3 separate regions of the Sus scrofa genome follow, and regions 1 and 3 are each linked to region 2. Evidence: chromatin contacts called from public HiChIP or PLAC-seq data. All regions are on one chromosome and are shown on one strand. The core of a region is the stretch at or near the end of the contact, and the rest is flanking DNA. Distances in the headings are between cores, read along the strand shown.

Region 1 (2,713 bases), core at 69-2,568, 270 kb after region 2:
TAGAAATCTACCTGCAGAATCCAGACACTCTGCAGACAAAGAATTGGAAATAAGTGTATGCAAAATACACCTTTTAAAAAAAGTGCACTAAACCACATTAAGCCACCCGGTATTTTTCTCTCTCTTGGCATACACCCAACGGTTCCAAATTGGTTTGCCTGAGCCAAGAATTTCTTTAAATGAAATGCTCTGTGCTAGCAAGGCTTTGAAGACCTGTTCACCTTAGAGTGCAAACCTAGAAAGCAAAGTCCAGATTTGGCATGCCACTTAAACCATGGTTAGTAGAGCGTATCAGCCTGCTAGAAATAGCTGCATTTGCGAACCTCATGTTCTCCAGCTCTTGACTGCTAGCCAAGCCCCAAATCAATCCCAAAGAATGAAAAATAAGATAATAATGAGAAAATGGACTTTTCAAGCCAAAACCAAGGAAAGCATCTTATTCCCCAAATGCTGTCTCTGGGCCACATAAAACAAGGAGCTGTGACCCTGTCCTCTCCTCTGGACATTTTGCTGTGTCACTGTTTGGTGATATACCTTCCTTTCCCTTTAGGTCTAAGTTTCCTTACTGGTACACTGGGCACCAATTTTGCCAGCTTTCTCCTTTGAAATATACTACGTTCCTTATGTCTAACTACCTGGTGCTTCCCATCCACCGGGATCTTTTGAGGGGGCAGTTTTTCTAGAAGGGCCAGACATGAAGCTTAATTCCTCTTCTGAGTTAGCATTAGGCAGACTCATTCTCTCTTCCTGCTGAAATATGTACCATGCCTTCCTTGACCAGCTTTTGGAACATGTTTATAGAGATCTCTTGTTTTGGGTCTGAATCTGAGCTGGGTGGCAATGGGGCCCACTTTTAACTTCCCCTCCCTACATAGCTTGGTGGGTGGTCACTGCCACTATTTGTTAGGGAGAATCAGCCATAAATCAGTGCTCTTTTTCCATTTTCTTCTTATTGATGGAATGGCTGTAGGAAAACAACTTGTCTCTCAAGCTCACAGAGCCCTGCAGGATGAAAGCTGCATACAATAAAAGTTGTTTTGACAGAAAACTGACCAAACATGACAATGGGCAGAGGGGGGTGTGATGAAAGGGAGGGGGAGAGAGGGTACATGCTTGTCTGTTTCGAACCGAGGTGTGCTCTCTCTTTTTTTCTTTGTTAAATTACTTTTTCATATGAAGGACACAAAGGGAACGGCCCCTACTGACAGCCAGAAGGCAGAAAACAAACCCTTTGAAATTTCTAATTTGTTTATAGATGGTCCTCCAGGAGCCGGCTGGAAAATAATTTTGTCTGCCAGAGACAGTGAACAGCTACCCGAGGGTGTTGTGGTGAAAAAAAAAAATGACTCTCTGGTTTTGGTCCTTGAATGTCTCATTGTTCAGCACTCAGTGGTTGTTCTGAAATGACTCATCTGGCTGGGAAAGAAAATGAAAGAAAAATCCTTCCTCTGCTCTCCGGCCTGAGTTTCTAGGAAAGTGACTTTCTCAAAAAGATTTCTTTTTTTTTTTCCCCCCTGATTTGGCTTTAAACTGTGTGTCAGTTAATTTTAGGGTTACACAAAGGTTTGTTAAATCCTGTCGGCTCATATGTCTTCTCTCTGAGGGGGATGATTTTTTTTGTGGCTGCTTCCCAGTCACTTCACTTAGTTCCGGTGACACGGTTTTCTCTCTGGGACGTTCTAACAGTTGAACTGCTTTTCTAGATAATATCACAGATTCTATAGACCTCTCCTGGGCAAGACTAATCTGGGGGTGTTTCTGAATGTGGGTTAGAACATTCTTTAGGGAGTCTGAGGGAGACCTTCGTTGACAGCTTCTGTTTTCTCTGTGAAATAGAGTAGGGTCAATTAGAGGTTGGTGGTAAGGGATCTCTGTTCTTAAGTCTAAGAGAGTTTCTAGAAATTTCCCCCTCGGTTTTGTTTATGAAATGAGCAATAGGGTCACTTTTCCCGCATTTATGGTGAGGTTGTGGAGATCCCCTCGTACTTGGTATGGGTGAGCAGTAATGTTTTCCCAGAAACTTAGGTCACTGACTTGGAAGAGAATGCCTCCAGCCATTCTTTTATTGTAGAGATGAGAAGATGGAGACCCACTGACTTGATGAAGGAGGTGTAGCTGTTTAGGGCGGAGTTAGAACTCAGGTCTCAACTATTAGCTTCCGCTACGTCTCCCCTTCTCCTGGCTTTGGTGGTGGAAATAATTTTAGGTAATTTGTTGATTGCACATGACTCTCTCTAAATCCTCAGATGTGACCCCTCCCTGTTATCCCAGGAGAGGGCCAGCTCTTTGGCTTCCGATGCTGGAAGAGTGACCCAAGTGGGTGCATCCCGTTGCCTGTCTCTTCATCCCTGAGTCTGGGATTGTGAAAACTGCTAAAAGAATGTGACTGGGAGGACTGGTCCAGCCCCAGCTTCGAGAGCCCCAGCTTCTCCCAGGCACTCGGTGTTTCCAGGTGGTCCTTCTCTGCTTGCCTAACGTGCTCCTTGCTCTCAGGCCTCCGACCTCCCTCACGTTGTGACCGCCCCACCCTTCATCCCAGCTCCTGCTAATTCCCATTCCACGACCCTACTCTACCTCACAGAGACAATGGAAGCTGTCAACGAAGGTCTCCCTCAGACTCCCTCAACCTCCACTTTCAAAAGAACGCGTGTAATGTCACCTACACGCTTACACCTCTCCTCATCTTGCTCTCCTTCATATTTCTGTGAAATAT
Region 2 (2,747 bases), core at 153-2,652:
AAAAAGTATGGTGTGCTTTATATCGCCATGCATCAGAAAGTGTTCATGATGTTGAGGCTGCTGCAAAATCAGCCGATTATATCTTATAGAGCTAACTGCTTACTTTGTACTTGGCCCACACAATAGGATGTTGTCTCAACATAGACTTCCTAATGGAGAAACAATACACTTTGTAGTTTATATGAGAAGCATTCCTTAAACCGTCATTCCAACACAGCAGATTTGGCCTGGCCATGTAAACATGCGCATGCGTATATTCATGTGACTTCTAGGCAGATAACATTCGGTGACATTGTGATATGGATTATGCATATACAGAAAAATAGACCAAGCACACGTATTTAATCAGAGAAACTATTCAAAATCTTCCTGGGAGTGGAGTTGGTTTTTTTTGTTTGTTTTTGTTAATATGAAGGGATACTAGGAAAATGAGAAGTTGAAAATGGCTTTTTTTTTTTTAAGGATTTTATTCCCACCAAGTGCTAACAATGATGGTGATTATAATAATATCACTTGTACTTAGATTAGAGGTATGCTCTTGTGGCTTCTAGAAATCCTATCCTGCGATGGTGAATAGCTCTGCAGCGTGGAAGTTACAACTTGTTTTGCCTATGCGACCTGACAGTTTCACGTGGTAAACCCCACATAACGAATGATTAAATGCGTGTTGGGGTCCTGCCCTTCTCGCCAGCCCCCACGTTTCCCTTTGTCCTATTCCAAGACCTGGAATTCGATGCTGAGGGTTTGTGGGCGGGCTGGTGTGCAACGTGGAACTGCGCAGCGTGGCTCATGGTGGGAAACCCAGCACAGTCACACGGACAGTAGCCTTTCATCACAAAGACCAGCCGACGTTGATTTACCGAGCCGGGCAGCCCTCTGTCCCCAAGAGAACCCCTGCTTGGGAAGCGCGCCCCCGCCTCTCTGCCGGCCGGCCGGCCACTGCAGCCGCCGCCTCTTCCCCTAGCGATGCTCCTTTATCCCCCGCGGCTGCCTGCTGCTCCGGGTGGCCGCCCTCAGCCCAGCCAATCAGACGCCGGCGTTCCCAGAAGGCGCCGGCCAATCGGAGGGCAGCGTTTGCTGGAAACGCGAAACCCTTAGGGGAAAAGCAATAACAAAAGCCTTTCACTGCAGACAAATGTTAAGTGTCTGTGCAGACTTTTCCTGTTTTTAATTTTATTACTGTAAGAATGGAGGGTTTGTTGTTTCTTTCATGTTTCCTTTCAAGCAGTTTTAATTATACATTTGTGCTACATCAGGGACTCTGGAATGCTGTGATTCAGCCTATTGCATCTAAAACTAAAATGCAGTAACCTTCTGGCAATACAGATATATTCCAGCACTGTAAATATAGCTGACATGCTAAAGAATTTTAAGCAGCTGCAAAGGTCTTTGACACCACACACAGTGCCCCAGAGAGCAGATGATGAGAAAACCAGCTCCATCTTCCCCTTCACCTTGTCTCCTACCCCCTCCCTTTTCCTGAAGGGATGTGCTCATAAAGAATCCTTTCCTCCAATTGTTCTGTCTTGTGCACATTTTGACCAAATGCCTAATTACAATTGATTCTCATCTCAATATGAATTTTTATACTCCATGGCTTGAATTTTTTTCCCCTGAAAGAATTAGAATGGAATCAACTGTGATTTGAGGAAATGCTTACTTTGCTTCCTGCTAACTGCCCCCCACCCCGCTCCGCCCCGCCCCTCCCCTCCCCCATTGATACAGTGAGTAGATTCGGCTGTCACCTAAGTCATAGTAACGCAGACCATATGGGAAACAATTTTCAAGTCTCTTTTTGGGGACTTTTGAAAGAAATGTTTTCTTTTCCACTACTTCCCAACTATTCAACTGCTTTTACCTGCCGTTAAAAAACGTTCCAAGGAAATGAATCTTACTTGTGAGTATCCTTTAACATAAAGGAGTTCAAGTACAGGTTTTCTGCAGAATTCAAAATGGCAGTGAGCTAGTGGGTAAATCAGCTAGGAATAGACTTTGAGTATTGTCCCTGGTGTTTCCAAGAAAGAAGCGGGGGAGGGGCGTGTTAGAGAAACAAAGGGAGACTTAAATGCTTTATTTCATTACCCTAAATATGTTATGTATGTCTCAAAATCTAGGTGTTTTAATGTATGCTTTAAAAGAGTGAGTTTAAAAAAAAATGTGGCACTTGTCCTCTAGAGAAATAAAGAGGAGTTATATTTTGTTTCCCTGTGACATTTGGTATACTAAGTGCACTTAAGTTTGGTAATTCACAGATGCAGTGCTAAATTAAATTGTCTGTCTGCAAAGCAGTTGGGAAAAGCAGAATGGCTTGCAGGAAACAAGTGTGTTGGTTTTGAGATTTTTTTTTTTCTAATCCTCTGTGGCAAATGCTTACTAGAGTTGATTCTAAAGATAACCCCAAGAGTAAACCTATTGTGCACATTTATTTTCTTAAGAGGGCTATTTTAGGAGTCCTTAATATGAAACAAGACCAAACAGTGAAACAGATACCATACCAAGGCTGATTCTTGTCTCACAAAGCCAGAGAGGGGAGGATTAGAAACAAGAAACACAGCTGATTGTCTGCTAGCTGAACTCCAACCTCCAGCTTTCCTCCCTCTAGACCTATTTTTGTGCATACACATCATTTTTTTTCTAAATAAAAATCACCATTATTTTATATTGTTGAGTTGGAAACAAAACCGATTCCTTTCCGTCACCTTCTGGTTTAAGCACTGGTAACTGGCGCTTAGTTTTTGTTGGCTGCT
Region 3 (2,700 bases), core at 72-2,571, 470 kb after region 2:
ACTGTGTTGTGAAGAGAGTAAATGAGCAAGTGTGAAAGCACTGAGTGTGCATTGCTGCCATAACATACCCCTTTTCATCATTCCTGCCCCACCTGATCCACTAAAGATCTTGTGAAGTAGTAAATTGTTATTGTGATGACATCAGCAGCTGTTTTACGGGCTAGGAAATAGTGGCTAAAAGGAATGAAGTGATTTTCCCAGCTTTGGTTCCATGGTGAGTTAACACGGGGATGGTTCACCTGCAGCCCGTTTCCTGCTCCTGGAGGCTATCTGTGCTCTCGCCAGAGCAAGGAGGTCCTCTTGAAGCTACCCTGTGCATTCAGTCATCTGGCACGCTCCACATGCATCTTCCGAGAATGCTGGGTTGCTTTGTGCTGCCCAGGGGGAAGCAGTTCCCTTGCACAGATAGCTGAAAACTCCTGCCATAGATCTCACTTTGGAGCCCTGCACAGTAACCCTTCCCCTGATCACTCGCATAAAAAGTGAGTAACCTGGGAATAATCCCTAGACCTTCTCTTAACTGCTCCATCTCTCTGGCTTACGCTCACTTCCCCATCGTGCACACATGATGCACAATTTCAGTTCACTCACGTTTTGGACTCTGGGTCACTCCAGTGCCTTGGGCACTTAGCTCTCTTTGTTCCCCACCATGCCCACCGTACCTACACCTTCTTTGTGTGCGTGTTCATTTAATTAGTAAATGTTATTTTTTTAGAGTGGTTTTAAGTTCACAGCAAAATGGAGCCGAAAGTACAGAGAGTCCCCATGGACCCTTTTGCCCCCCTGCCACACACCACCTTCTTTTTTTTGAAGCTAAGATGACAATGCGACTTTCCCATTGGGTTCTTTGTACATGAAATGCTACTTCTCAGTTGAACTGCCTGAGCACAATGCAATAAAGAATCCATAACAATAGCTGCAATACTGTGCATTACTATTCTAATCATATATTTTATTGGAAGCCGTATACCTCTTAAAACCAGCATTTCATTTGCCTCCTTTGCCTTATAGAAACCCCACCGCTGTGACAACGGTAGGAGCAAAGCTAATGTTCTTTTCCAAATTCTTGCTTAGATTCAGAGCAAGAAAGAAAATGTGAAAGAAAGAGAAAAATCACACAGTCATTTCCAGCCATTTGTGTTAAAATACAAAGAAAACAAGGCACATTCAAAAATGATGTGCCGGGCAGCCTCCATTAATATTTATTTTGGCATTAATATTGATAAGAAAGTACTTTGTAGCTGGGCTTTGTTGCCTCCCCCAGTGTCCTCCAGCTCTCTGTTCTTCGGGCTGGTGGCCATTAGCTCACATCTCCCTCTGTACCCAGAGCCTCTGAGAGGCTTGGCGGGCCTCCAGCTCACTTACGCTTAAATGGACACTCAAGATCCGACAGACACACAGCTAAATAGAGGCCAATAATTCAATACAGTATGACTGTACTGGGGCTGCTAGTAAATCCATCAAGCAGTAAATATCATCTGAAGCCAATGCAAGCTTTTATCTTTCCAATTTTTTTGTATGTCTGAGCGAAGCCCAGGCATTCAGCGAATCATGTAATTTATTCTGCGGTGCCAAGCCTGGGCTGTCTCAGGCATCATATTGACTTTTTTTTTCCCCATCTGTCAGGGGCAGTCAGCAGCGCTGCTATTGTGGGAGCGCATCACGTTACATCTATTTATTTATTTATTTCTGCTGCTGCTTTGTAGAATGATTGGGCAAGAACGCATTATCTCAGATCAACGAATACTAAGAAAAGCATCTGAACATCATTACGACAGCATGTTAAACATTTGTCCTACCCAGTTTGTTAAATCAGCAAATGTATTTCCGGCAAATGCTTGTAATTGTTCATAAAGGGCTCCCTACTGCAGGGTTTTATTAAGCTGAAAATATGGCCTGTTTTTTTCTTCAGCTCTTTAGGTCATCACTGATGCCTGTATATTGTAAATAATGCTGAACAGCTGTTGTCTTGACCTGCTCTGTGCGTGTGTGTGTGTGTGTGTCTGTGTCTTTCTCCATACAGACACACAACTTGCTGTATCTCTGAATGTTGCACACATATTTTGTGCACATGAGTAGGTCAGTATGGCATAAAGCAATGTATATTGGCAAAGTTAATAGGATGATTAAGTTAATGATTAGGTTGTGGATTCCAATGGTTAGAAAATATCTTTGCATGAACCAATTAAAATTAAGACTGGGAACAAAGCTCTTTTGTTTACTCTTGTTATCTTACTAAAAACTTAAAAAAGTATAAGCCCTAAATTTGAATGTTAGTTCATACTCTCTTGGTCTTGCTTCTATGTAACCTACAAATGGAGAAGAGAGGCAAGAGGGAGAAGGATGTTCCCAAAGTCCTTCCTTCACAATGGGATCTGAGACCACTAAGGACAGACACAGCCAGTGGCACATAGAATGACTGGTACTCACATTCCAAGTACAGCCTGCTTCCCTGAGGACCTTTTCCTAAGCCCTCCAGCCCTTTCTCTAAAGCCAGTTATTCTGCTTCTGAGATTCAGTTTGACTCTCAGTTGATTCTACTTAGGTTTGATTAATGTCCAACTCTGGGAGCACATATCACAGAAACGTATTTTAAAAGTAAGTGTCTTGATCTTCTTAAAGTAAATACACATTATAAATACACTTTCTAGAAGCATCAGTGCAGAGTATGCGAATGGAGCCGTGCCTTAGAACTAGTTT

What was found. HiChIP or PLAC-seq counts read pairs in DNA pulled down with a chosen protein or histone mark.
Region 1: an H3K27ac HiChIP or PLAC-seq map of skeletal muscle shows a contact between it and region 2, with 4 times the contacts expected there. The contact joins two enhancer-like sites. A contact is called at or near these places in 2 of 47 Hi-C or Micro-C datasets (embryonic fibroblasts and fibroblasts) and 1 of 2 datasets of contacts at active chromatin or transcription factors (skeletal muscle).
Region 3: an H3K27ac HiChIP or PLAC-seq map of skeletal muscle shows a contact between it and region 2, with 5 times the contacts expected there. The contact joins two enhancer-like sites. A contact is called at or near these places in 4 of 47 Hi-C or Micro-C datasets (embryonic fibroblasts, fetal skeletal muscle, heart right ventricle and 1 more) and 1 of 2 datasets of contacts at active chromatin or transcription factors (skeletal muscle).

What each region holds. Positions count from the first base shown.
Region 1 is chr2:127,785,921-127,788,633 of Sscrofa11.1, reverse strand. The region is part of intron 2 of LOC110259460 (a long non-coding RNA gene); the gene reads left to right. Among named protein-coding and RNA genes, the nearest start is that of ZNF608, 370 kb to the left of the region's middle. Within about 2 kb of position 1,318, at least 33 of the 83 cell types and tissues checked have an H3K27ac peak or open chromatin away from gene starts, as enhancers often do. A contact at or near this core is called in skeletal muscle, where this site is marked.
Region 2 is chr2:128,059,371-128,062,117 of Sscrofa11.1, reverse strand. All of the region lies in intron 3 of ZNF608 (zinc finger protein 608), which reads left to right. Among named protein-coding and RNA genes, the nearest start is that of ZNF608, 96 kb to the left of the region's middle. Within about 2 kb of position 1,402, at least 53 of the 83 cell types and tissues checked have an H3K27ac peak or open chromatin away from gene starts, as enhancers often do. A contact at or near this core is called in fetal skeletal muscle and skeletal muscle, where this site is marked.
Region 3 is chr2:127,587,607-127,590,306 of Sscrofa11.1, reverse strand. No RefSeq gene overlaps it. Among named protein-coding and RNA genes, the nearest start is that of ZNF608, 570 kb to the left of the region's middle. Within about 2 kb of position 1,321, at least 15 of the 83 cell types and tissues checked have an H3K27ac peak or open chromatin away from gene starts, as enhancers often do. A contact at or near this core is called in fetal skeletal muscle and skeletal muscle, where this site is marked.